3 separate regions of the Triticum aestivum genome follow, and regions 2 and 3 are each linked to region 1. A link is a contact called in public Hi-C data. All regions are on one chromosome and are shown on one strand. The core of a region is the stretch at or near the end of the contact, and the rest is flanking DNA. Distances in the headings are between cores, read along the strand shown. Region 1 holds the start of LOC123164295 (polyadenylate-binding protein-interacting protein 8). Region 2 holds the start of LOC123165735 (heavy metal-associated isoprenylated plant protein 28). Region 3 has its middle 53 kb from the start of LOC123171145.

Region 1 (4,039 bases), core at 1,072-3,571:
TTATAGGGATATATAACGCCTGTTTCGTCGAAGATACTAATTCCCATCAATTGATGATTATGGCAATTAGGATAGGACGTTCCAGATTGACTGAAACCAAATATCTGATACATCAGTAACACTTAAGCAGGTTATGTCTTTACGGGAGCTTAAAAAAACAGAAGACGCAGGAGATCCTGGTAACAGCGGACGTGGACTCAGATAATTTAAGTACCAAAAAGCTGGTGCAAGCACCTGACCGAAGGGATGTGCATCAAAATTGGTGCAACATAAGACGATCTCTCTGTCAATACTCCAAAGGCTGCTGGCACAAAATATTAGAAACTTGGTAGTGGTTGGGTTATTTAAATGAGGATTGTTTGGTTTTCATCAATTTAGTTGGATTTCTGAGATGAATGAACAAATGGTGCCTTGCCTTTATTGGCAGCAGGTACAGGTGTGCAAGTGCTGGTTTGTAACTGATAACTTATAACTAACTAACAGGGATAACCAAACTATACTAATAGATAAGAGTAGGAACAACGGTTAGGCCATATTCCTATTGGGTTTGGACAAGTTATCTCTTATGCCAAGGATCAAAGAGGATTGGCGGAATAACTAAATAATTAATTAGAAAATAACAGAATTATACATATGTTAAACGAGTCAAAACTCCGGGGAGTGGCACCCACAGGTGAATTACCATCACATTTATTTGATGTCATATTTGTACAACTGTAGTCATATAGTACGAACCCATACTTGCTGTGTGCCACAAAATACAAACAAAAATGCGTTCCAACATACTGGATTCAAGATATAAAACATATATGAACTCATCATAGATTACTTGTCAAGATGATGTATTCGACTTAAATAGTTCTGTCATGCAATATTTTAAGCCATTAAGAACAGATCGCTTATTTTATTCAAGATATAAAAAAGGATATACGGACAAACAAGCATCATATGCTATCACAAATAATATTTTCAATAGTAAGGAGTCTAAGAGCATACTTGACCACAGTTTGAGAAAACCTCAGCAAGCTTCTGTTCAGTGACCTGCAAATCGATGGGGTGGGGTGGTGTGGGGGTCAGTCAATTAGGAACAAAAACTGAAAAGAAGAAACTAATACAACAGCTAAATTCTCTTTGATATTCTCACATGTTGATCAATGTCTGAGACATAGACAGTTCGCCGTACACTATCCTCCCTATCAGTTCGCCTTGGCCGAACTCCCATCCTACGTCTCCCCTGGTTGAAGCCATTCCTTCTCTGTAACCACAGACCAATGCAGGTGATCAATATAACCGAGAAAGAAGTGCTGCCCCCTAAAACCCAAACATGGTGAAATGTAGAATTAGCATTGACAAACAAATTTATGTGAAAAAAAACTAACAACAACTGAAAAGCAAACGGATATGAAGTCAACCACACGAATCCAGTTAAACGGACAAGAGATGAGAAGAAATCAATCGATCTATGAGAAAAAACCGTTCACCAAAGTAACGTTCGCGACATCCAAAATTGGTGGTGCTAATATCAAAACCCAACTACACCTAAAACCCTAGAAAAGAGATCAACCTCCGAGCCGATCGCGTGAGAGAGAGATCAAAAAAACCCAAACCCATCAACATCATCATAAACCTCAAATCTGATCGACTGATCTGGCCACAAGGCGTCGCCACTCCAAAGCGCCACGCGAAACAAATCGAAAAAACCGAGCCCGAATCGGCAATTCGGCTCGCGCTTACCCGTCGATTCGGCTGGCCGTTGGCGGATCCGTCGCTGCTGGAGTCTCTGCCCGCTCCGCCCCCGCCACCGACCACCTGCAGCACGTGCATCTGCTGATGCTGGAACGGGTGGTGGGGCGCATAGTAGTCGATCGCGGGCGAGACGAAGACTGGCGCGTCGGCCGACAGGCGGCGTGCGCCGTCCCCCTGGCGGCGGGAGAGCGGCACGAACTCCTCCGCGGAGGGGTTCAGCTTCTTGAACAGCTCCTCCAGCTTCCTCACGTCACTCTTGTACTCCCTGACCTCGTCCTCCCTGGCCTTGGCCGCCGCCGCCCCGCCCGCGCCCGCCGCATCGGCCCTCTCCGCGCCCGCCCCAGCCGCCGCCGGCACGGCATCGGCGCGGATCGGGCCCTCGGCCGCCACGGCAACCATTTCCGCCCGGCGACGAATCTCACCGCCGATCGCGCCCCCGGCACTAGCGGCCCGTGAATTGGCGAGAAAATCGAATCGAGGACTAAGGAATTGGGCGTGGGGTTGGGTTTTTATTATTTATTGGGGCTGCGAGGAGGGAGGAATGGAAGGGAAAAAGCGTGGAGGAGGCGAGCGAGATCGCTTTCGGGGAGGTTGGCTATAAATAGGTGCCCAAGCCCACTCTTTTCTCTACTGCGACTAATATCCTTTTCCTTTTCGTTTCCGTGCGCTACAAAGTCCTTTCTTGGGGGAAAATAAATCGGTGTGGGGCGTATTCGCCTTTGTTTCTGTCCATTACGCTTCTGTCATCGTGTTTATCCGTTTATTTATTCATCTATTCTTTGCGCCGAAAAAATACTTTCTTGAAGAGAAATTATCATTTTGCGTGGAAGCTTTCTAAAGAGAGATTGAGTTGTATGGGTGTGTAGAATGGCGGGTCATCGGGGTGAACGGTGGGATCTTCTGAGCTTGCGGCCATGTTTGCGGAGTCAGCGTGCACGTATGAAAACATAAGTGAGATGACCGGCAACTCTCACTATGGGCTTCACCGATTATTATGCGGTGCGCATTAAACTGCTGGGAGTTTTGAACGATAGGTATTGGGACGAGAGGGTAGAGTGCAGAGGTTGGTGAGACTATGTCATCTGGCAGATCTGATTGAGGGTTAGGTGGTCGTATGTTACTGCTCATAATAAGAGCAAAACAAGTACTCTCTCTGTCCTAAGATAATTGTCCCAACCTTCAATTTTAGTATAACTTTGTGCTAAACTTAGTATAAAATGAGACATTTATTTCGGGACGGAGGAAGTATGATTTTCTTTTTCCTTATTGTCTGATGTTAAGCGCGCAATAGAATGACCATGTGTTGTGTTAATGTGTTGGGTGTATACATATTTTAGATACTTGTATACTAGTTATTACTTATTTTAGCTGAAACTGTAGAAATTCTTTTTTCACGTACATTTTTTATAATTTAGCGTTGTATATGTCATTGTACAGTGGCTCCCCTGATAAATGTAAATATACATCAATTTAGCATTGTATAGCTCGTTATAAATTTAGGAGTGTATAGGTCAGTATACATTGGTTCCCTATATAAATATAATTATATATCAATATACGGGGTAATGCATGCAATCTTTGGTGTGTATTTTTGTGTCGAAGTTAAGAACAAAATTAGACCATGCAGATTCAGGTAATCAGAAAAGGGGAGCGAGATATGGTGAAGGAAGGTGACCCTAGTCCTATCCTATCCTATATACCTAAATAGTTGATTCCTATGTCAATTTTCTCAACATGCTCACATGTAAACTCACCATATATGCCACCTCATCATCCCACTAGCTGTTTCTCTTCATATGCATGAAAACTACTATTAATATTCTCTCTCAACATGCACACATCCCAACTTAAATCATTCTAATTATATTTCTCTCAACATGCATATGAATTAAATATATTCTATATATATTTACAACTATACAATAATCAAATACAATATATATATATATATATATATTATTTTTATTTAAATTATTGCAAGCAATCCCTGCAACAACGCGCGGGATATCTTCTAGAACTACCTATTTTCACTGTCATGTAGTAAGTGAAAACGCAGGTTTACTCCCAGAGGGGGGTGAATGGGACATTTTTAGAAATTCGTCAAACTCTGATGAATTTGACGAAGATCGGAGTGAAGAAATAGAAACGCGAGGGAACTAAATCATCACAGAAACAGAAAGCTTGCATACAAGATACATACAGGTGAAGAACATGCAATCATACAGGCATACAGGCATGAGGAAGATGAACTGAAGAAATGAAAACAGCGTGATGAAAGTCTTCAGTTCAAATT
Region 2 (4,039 bases), core at 1,109-3,608, 400 kb before region 1:
CCTCGGTCGCTCCGCTTACTAAGCGGTCTCTAGAGCTGCAAGAAGCCACACATTTTGTAGATCACATCAGTCACGCGAGACGGAATCACTCGTTCGATGACTAATTTATTGCGGGTACACCAAAGGGACTAGGCAAGGGTACCTAGCGCGACACAAATAGGGGCGCGCCTAGACCCGGGGAGCCTAAAGGCCTCCCCGAACAAATCTGGGAGGTTGTCATGGTACCACGTGCCCCCAACCACCTCCCGGAAGCAACTCCATAAGAACTGAGTTGCCGGGCACCGGAAGAAGATGTGGTTGCAATCTTCCGGTACCAGACAAATGGGGCAGAGACCATCCCCAGATCCATTACGCTTACGGACCTCAGTGCCTGAGGGGAGGCGTCCTCTAACCCATTGCCATAAAAATATACGGATCTTCAGGGGGGGTTTGATTTCCCAAAGCACCGCTAGCTCCACTGGACCAGGAGTGGGAACAATCGCCTGGTAAAGAGATCTAGTCGAAAATCTACCGCTTGGCTCGAGGTGCCAAGAAAGCGCATCCGGCTCCAGGGAGGGGGAGTGTAGGGCAACACACTCAAGTAACTCCTCCCATTGCGCGAGTTCAACCGCCCCGAAGGTGCGGCGGAAGGCAATAGCGCCTAGATTCACTAGGGCCGCAGCCACGGAGATCTGTGGGCGTACACAGATAGAGAAAAGCGCAAAAAAATGATCTGCAAAGGTGCGGGAACCCACCCATCTGTCCAGCCAAAACAGGGTGGCATCACCGGAGCCTATCTGGATGGAGGTCCCAATGCGCAGGACCGGTAACAGAGGGATCACCGATTGCCAGAATTGGGAACCTCCAGACCTAGACGCAAACGCAAGTGGTTGCCTGCGAAGGTACTTCCCACGGATAATCTGAAGCCATAGGCCACCCTCCTCAGTTTGGATCCGCCAAAGCCATTTGGACAGGAGGGCGATATTCATTCGCTTAGAGGAAATAACCCCCAAGCCTCCCTGGTCCTTCGGTTTACAGATCTCGGACCACTTGACCATGTGGTACTTCTGTTTATTGTTCTCGCCCGCCCAAAAGAATCGGGAGAGTAGTTTGATAACTTCATGATGGAGGGATTCGTGTAGACTATAGAATCCCATGATATACATCAATAAGCTAATAAGGGAGGAGTTCATTAGAATCACTCGGGCGGCTTTGGAAAGCAATCTCCCTTGCCAAGGCTCCATTCTAGGTTGGAGCTTGGCGATTATTAGACGGAAGTCCTTCTCCTGGAGCCGTGCGTCACTGAGGGGCATGCCAAGATAGGTCATCGGGAAGGACCCCAAGCGGCAGTTCAAACGGTTAGCAATCCGCTGGGCCTTGGGAATATCCCAAGACCATTACCTCGCTCTTGGCAAAGTTTATCTTGAGGCCCGACATTTCCTGGAAGCAGAGGAGGAGGAATTTGAGGTTTTGAATATCTTCGTCGGACCCTTCCACCATCATAATGGTGTCATCCGCATATTGGAGGTGGGTCAAACCCCCATGGGCCACCAAATGGGGGCAAATCCCCCTTACGTGACCCGCGCGCTTGGCCAAGTCCAGAATCGAAGCGAGCGCGTCAACCACAAGGTTGAAGAGAAATGGGGAGATCGGGTCTCCCTGTCGGACCCCTTGGCCAGTCAAGAAGTAAGGTCCAACCTCCCCATTAATGTTTACAACCGTCCGGCCACTCATAACAAACTGCATCACCCGGGCCACCTAGTGAGGGTCGAAGCCACGCTTCAGCAACACTTCCCGAAGGAAGGACCAATGAATGGTATCATAGGCTTTATGAAAATCGATCTTGAAGAACACCGCACGGAGTTGTTTGCTCTTAACCTCATGGATAATCTCATGGAGGGCAAGGATCCCATCCAAGATATATCTCCCTTTCATGAAGGCTGACTGGTTCGGATGATGAATTCGGGTTCGTGTCAGGTTTCAAGATGTACAGAGGTATTTTTGGAAGAAAAGGAGGTACAGTATCGTACATCACTTGATATTTCACACGACGGTCACTTCTCCATTTGTTCAACTTGCATAGTGCTGACTCATATCGGCATTACTCATTCGGTTGTTCCCCAAAAAATACCGGCACTACTCTAAGGTCAGCTTAATTAACTCGATGGGTCGCTCTACAGCGTCCGCAAAACTGTCACGCAACTACGAGGCCATTCACCGCTCGGCGTCGTCATGGCAGTGCGAGACAAAACGTTATGACGCGTTGGCACGTCGCTTTCATGATGCAGCGCCGAAGTTAACATGGCAAATAAACCATCCACTGTCACTACATATATACGCACTACTGGTGCAACTTGCAGCTGGTAGTAGATATCTTCGTCTATCCAGGAGCTGACTTGACCTTAAAAATAAATATCCAGGCCTTTGTCACTTGTCATCTCCTTCGGCCCCTTATATGCATCCCTACATTGTCCTAGCAGAGCACTCTGAGTTGGAAAGGAGCTCGACTTTGTCAGGCTCACATCGCGTAGCCTCTCCAAGAGCAGTCTGCAGCCATGACGGTAAGTTCTTACACCTGTCTGCCTTTGTCCACGGCTAAATTGCCAAGGTCTACTGCTAAATCCTTGAGAAATCTTGTCTTGCGTGCAGATCGTGGAGATGCAGATGAACATCGACTGCGACGGCTGCGAGGACAACGTGAGGAAGGCCCTTCTGAGGCTTCAAGGTACGTACCACCAAAGGAATTTCGATAATCATCGTGCTTGTGGGAGTGGTACTACTATCAGACTTACTTGCCGTACAGTACGCAGGGAGAGAGACATGTCCTCATGATAAGTTTGTGGTCGTGTTGTGCAGGCGTGCACTACGTGGACGTGGACCGAGCGCGGGACAAGGTGACGGTGACCGGCACGGCGAGCCAGAAGAAGGTGCTGCGCGCGGCGCGGCGCACGGGGAAGCTCGCCGTGCTGTGGCCGTCGGCGTACGACCCGGGGTACCACCACGCCTACGCCTACGCTCACGCACAGCCGGCCTATTACTCCTACCAGGCCAAGCCCGCCGCCGCCCACGCACACCGCAACTACAACAGCGTTCCGCACGGCAAGAGCGGGTACATGCCGGCGGCGCAGTACGGCAGCGCCAGCTCGTACAACTACCACGTCCATGGCTACTACGACTCGGACCTCCACGGGTACTACCACCAGCAGCAGGGGCTGTCCAACGCCGCCGTGCCTGTCGACGCGGGGAGCTACTTCAGCGACGACAACCCCAGCGCCTGCTCCGTCATGTGAGTGCACAGCTGACCGGTGGTCGCTCCGATGCCTACGAATTGGCCTCTGCATCGTGTACATACGTCTCTTGTGGATAGTTCTCTCTGTCAAGGTGCTCTGTTAAGACACTGAAGCCTATGTTTGGAACAAGAAATTTATGCAAGTTATCCGGGTTTAATATATGCAAGTTTTTCCGTGAAGAAACACAGTACAAATGGAGACGCTCGTATACACGCACGTACACTCACCTATGGATGCGCACACACACAACCTATCCTCTGAGCACTTTTGAGAAACCGAGTAGGTAAATCTTCTCCCACTGAAATCACCACATGCACCTCATAGTCGATGGAAATATCGTCCCCGCTGAACGTACATCGTTGAAATGCCTGAAATAATCTAAGGAAAATGTGAGCATCAACAAATATGGGACTTTGACCTAGGTTGACTGGTTCCACCACAAGAAACCTAACCAACTTATCAACACTAGTGTTGATGACAATATAATTAGTGATGACTAATGTTGTTTATCAAGTGAATCTTAGGACATTACTCTCTCGGTGATTGTCAACAGACATGGTTGACCCTCTATTTAAAAAGGGAAAAGGCGCCGGCTTTTCGAAAATTCAAAGGTTTCCAATTTTATTCGAATCATAGGATAGCCGCACTATTAAGACAAGTTTTTGAAGAAGGTTAGGATCATCCTAAACATTACCTCCCCCAAAGTGCCAAATTCCTTTGAGGCCTCATTTGGTTGCAGGGTTTCCCGGGGGATCCCCGCTGTTTCCCCG
Region 3 (4,039 bases), core at 404-2,903, 320 kb after region 1:
GCTCATTCGGACATACTCATCAATGAGATCACGAGGAACTCCGTATGCAAGCATCAGAATAGCTGCAGTGCATTTCTGATAAGAGGAGAAGCCAATCTTTCCCAGGGCATCCTCCTTGCACTCGAAATACTTATCGTACCCCACCACCCCCTCTCGGATATGGTTGAACACATGTCTAGCCATACGGAAACAGCGCCGGAATAGGTGGTGTTTGAAGAGCAGGTTGGGGGACTCGAAGTAGTCCTTCCAGAGTAGGAAATGACCGCTCTTTGGGTTGCGGTGTAACGTCGGAGTGTGCCCTAGGATCGAGCCCTTGAATATCGGCCGCTGCCTACTAAGGTGGTCATGGACGACCAACACAACAGCCAGAAACTCGTCATCATAGGATGAAGATTCATCCGAGTCGCAAATAAAATTGTGGAAAAAGAACTCGTCACCGGAGTCCATCTGTACCTTGCGGGCAAACCTTCGAACAACTTGCGGGCGTTGTGGAAGAAGCTGGCCGGTGAAGAGCCTCGCGCCTCTCCCTGGACCAGGTAGCAGGCCTGTCGGCATCCAGAGTGGCGGCCGGACTTGGGTGCTACAGGCAGGGGGTGGGGGCGGCGACGTTGGGGAGCTGCGGCGGCGGTGGGGCGAGGGCGGTGGTGGCGGCTGCGTTGGAAGGTGGCGTGTTGCGAGAGGAGGCACGTGGGTGTGGCCGGTTGGCGGCGACGCCGAGGGGGAGGGGGCGGCCGGGTGTGCTAGCTGCCGATGAAAGAAAGATGGAATGGCAATGTGTCGCCGATTGGCGGGCCAACGGAAGACAAGGGTGGGCATCACGCACATTCGTTTTCTGTCCGCGCCGACACAAATGCGGCCCAAATTTGAGCCGCACATGCGTCGCGCGGTGGACAAATAGCGCACGCGCGTCTGTTTTCTGTCCGCACGACACAAATGTAGCCTAAATTTGAGCCGCACATGGGTCGCGCGGCGGACAAATAGCGGATTCGTGTCTATTTGGGTCGTCGCGTTTAACAGACACGCGTGAACAATTGGATCAGACACGTCGAAGTTGCTCTAAAGCACCATTTGGGAAGCCGGAGAATTGTTCCGCCGTCCACCCCATAGCCCAGCACGCGCATCCGACGCAGAGACATCATTTGCGCTCGACGGCTCGCTCGCCCAGGTCGGCATCGTCGTATCCACCCCGTCCCCGTCCACGGATTATCCCAAGCAGCATCAACGGAGAAGTTCTCACTGCGCCCAACGACTATTCTATTCTATTCTATTTTACCCAGTTCGTTTTGTCGTATGCCACTTCGGAGCGATGTGGCTTCACGTGCGACGCCGCCGCAGAGAAGGCTACAAAATGCACGACCGCAGGCGATCTCCGGCCCTGGGGCCGCTCAGAGCTGACGCACGTGACCTCACGGAAAGAAAAGCGTGCGCGAATTAACGTCTGCGTGCGTACGTGAGCATCTTCCCTTTCGTTTGCTTCTTTTTTTTTCCTTGAGCAAAAGGCCAACCCAACTTTCTGTTTTCCAGAGCTTTTCCTACCTTTGATTGAGAAAATAAAATAAAATAAAATAAAAGCCTGAGTCCAGGACGTGGCCGAGTTTTGTTTTGAGGCCTGAGAGTGAGACGGAAGCGTGCCCTTTACGAGCTCGTGATGTTACCGTGCTACTAATAATAAATTTGGTCAATGGCTTTGGAGACAATTTGAAACGGAAAAGGACATGGAGTATTCTATACACTGCCGGTCCGGTCAATTTCTCCCGTTCAAGAACCGCCGAGGCTCGTTTCCGCTCGTCATCTTTTTAAAACCAAAAAAAGAAGGGCAGCACTGTCGCCCACGTCCTGATCAACACGAAGAATGACGATCAACTTCGTCTGATCAACGACGCTACTAGTAATGTTCAAGCTCCGCGCATCAACCCAACTGCCGGTCAGATCAATTCCCCCGGTTCAACAACGGCCGAGACTCGTTTCCGCTCGTCATTTCCCACTGCCAAACAGAAGCACGGACACATCCTGATCAACATGAAGAATGGCGATCAAATTCGTCTGATCAGCGACACGAATGTTTCAACCACTCTGTCTCTCTCACCTGACAAACCCTAATCTAATATAATCTCAAGCGCCGAATGGCTAAATCTATCTAAAGGATAGTACTAACTAAATACTTCCGTTCCTCGATCTCCAGTAGCGCCGAGAGAGAAGCTGTTCAAGATTAACCTTTTCGCGATTCACCGGCGATTTGGGTGCAGAGGATAGCATGCATGATCGATCTATCGGCCCAGTGGACCGAGGCTCCGCTGGGGAATCAATCCCAGTGCTGTCATCAAAAGGACAAGGGATGGATGAGGGGCGAGCAGAGACCTTTTTTTCTCTCTCACGCACACGGGGAATATATTATATTCCATCTATATTCTTCAGAACAAACGCAACTTTTTTATTCTTTATTTTATTCACACCATGGCATGGAGCTCGAAAAGGACCGAGCCGCCCGCCCGCGGCACCGCCTCGGCGCAAAGGATTCGGCCGGGTGAGAGCCAGCGGCGGTAGAGCACAAAGGGATGGATAGATAGATAGGGAATATGGTGCTAAAATACATGACGCAGGGCAGGATAGGGAACACTACCTCGCTCGTGTCGTGCGTCACGTACGATACGGAACAAGGAACCGAGCCGGTGCGATAAGCTTCGCGAGGGCGGTCGTTGTCCCGATGGCTGAGAGGTTTGGGCGGGGACGAAATCGTGAGAGGCCATCGAACGTACACATGCTACGTAACCGAGGGCAGGCGTGCTCCGGCTATGTGGAAAATGCTTGCCAACTTCTAACCAGGACCCTGTTCAGATGGTTAATGGCCTGATGGCGAGCCGGCGATGTCAACTTTGGCCGGGGTGATGGACGCCGCATCCTGAAAGCAAAATATCAGGAGGGCCTCTTTGATCCGGAGGATTCCTGAAGGAACTCTAGAAGATTCCAATCCTTCCAAAAATATTTTCTGTGTGCGTTGTCAGATTCGTAGGATTGCAAACCATATGACTGATTCCTTAGGATTAATTTGTACCGGTTTCATAGGAGAATTTCCATCTATTTCCAAACTCATGTAAAAGATTTCTACTCACGTTTTCTTTTCCGGGCACAATCAAATGCCCATGCTAATCCGAGATTGCATGTCGCTCCATTCTTATATTTTTCCTATTCCTGAGTTTCACGAATCAACGAGGCTTTGTGGACAGTGACACCGCAGAAACTGCGTTGCAGAAAAAGCAGAAAATGAGTTAGTTTCCCGAGTAAAACCATCTTGTCTTGCTTGCAAGATGGAGACACTCCAGCTGCCCATGCCACACCTGAACGCTAACCGTTTGCACCGGAAAGTGTATGTAAATGAGAGGTTGCAGAATTTCACAAGAGTGTACTCCAGGTCTGTGATATTGCTCATGCTAACCGTCCCCGGCGAAAGCAGTTTCCACGATGACAGATCAGAGTAACAGAAAATAATTGCAACCCTCCAACCAGCAAGAACTGTGTACCGCAAGATGGTGACCCTGCGCAACAAGAAAAAATGGTCCTCACCACACTGTTCGTCGCGAAATGACCCACTAAAGGAAAGGGGTAGCCCAATAAAATCATTCCGTTGGTGGTACTGCTTGGTATTGACAGAAGAAACCCCACCCCCCACCCCCACCCCACCATCAAGTTGATGTAGGCCATTGAGGGATTATGTGGTTGGGAGAACACCAACACAGGTCCAACATGCATTTGATTTGCTACATGGTCCCATGCATACAGAAACAAACAGTGTAGTCCCAAATGAAGCCATAATAGAGGGGTTTCAAGGCTTGGGATGTGTAAACAAATGAAATGACTTTTCTGCTATATTTTCAGATAATTAATATGGATCATTTTATTCCTTGGTATAAAATTATAGGAGCATAATCACAATGGAAGAATATATGTATGCGTTCTCGCCGCCAAACATTCAACTTCACTGGTGTGCCCGATGCCAAATAATGAAGGAAATGAGAGGCACATACATCATTCCTGGGAACAT

What was found. A called contact is a pair of places that touch in the nucleus more often than the background predicts.
Region 2: a contact with region 1 is called in a Hi-C map of leaf, with 7 times the contacts expected there. The contact joins the promoter of LOC123165735 here to the promoter of LOC123164295 in region 1. A contact is called at or near these places in 2 of 5 Hi-C or Micro-C datasets (both in leaf).
Region 3: a Hi-C map of leaf shows a contact between it and region 1, with 8 times the contacts expected there. The contact joins the enhancer-like site here to the promoter of LOC123164295 in region 1. A contact is called at or near these places in 3 of 5 Hi-C or Micro-C datasets (leaf and an unstated tissue) and 1 of 1 datasets of contacts at active chromatin or transcription factors (leaf).

The regions. Positions count from the first base shown.
Region 1 is chr7D:427,075,505-427,079,543 of IWGSC CS RefSeq v2.1, reverse strand. It overlaps LOC123164295 (polyadenylate-binding protein-interacting protein 8), which reads right to left and starts at 2,321. Exons shown (of 10, transcript XM_044581716.1): 1 at 1,735-2,321; 2 at 1,145-1,255; 3 at 997-1,041. The coding sequence starts at 2,145.
Region 2 is chr7D:427,474,239-427,478,277 of IWGSC CS RefSeq v2.1, reverse strand. LOC123165735 (heavy metal-associated isoprenylated plant protein 28) reads left to right here and starts at 2,358. Exons shown (of 5, transcript XR_006483123.1): 1 at 2,358-2,540; 2 at 2,629-2,704; 3 at 2,836-4,039.
Region 3 is chr7D:426,753,070-426,757,108 of IWGSC CS RefSeq v2.1, reverse strand. No RefSeq gene overlaps it. Among protein-coding and RNA genes, the nearest start is that of LOC123171145, 53 kb to the right of the region's middle. Within about 2 kb of position 1,653, at least 3 of the 8 cell types and tissues checked have an H3K27ac peak or open chromatin away from gene starts, as enhancers often do. A contact at or near this core is called in leaf, where this site is marked.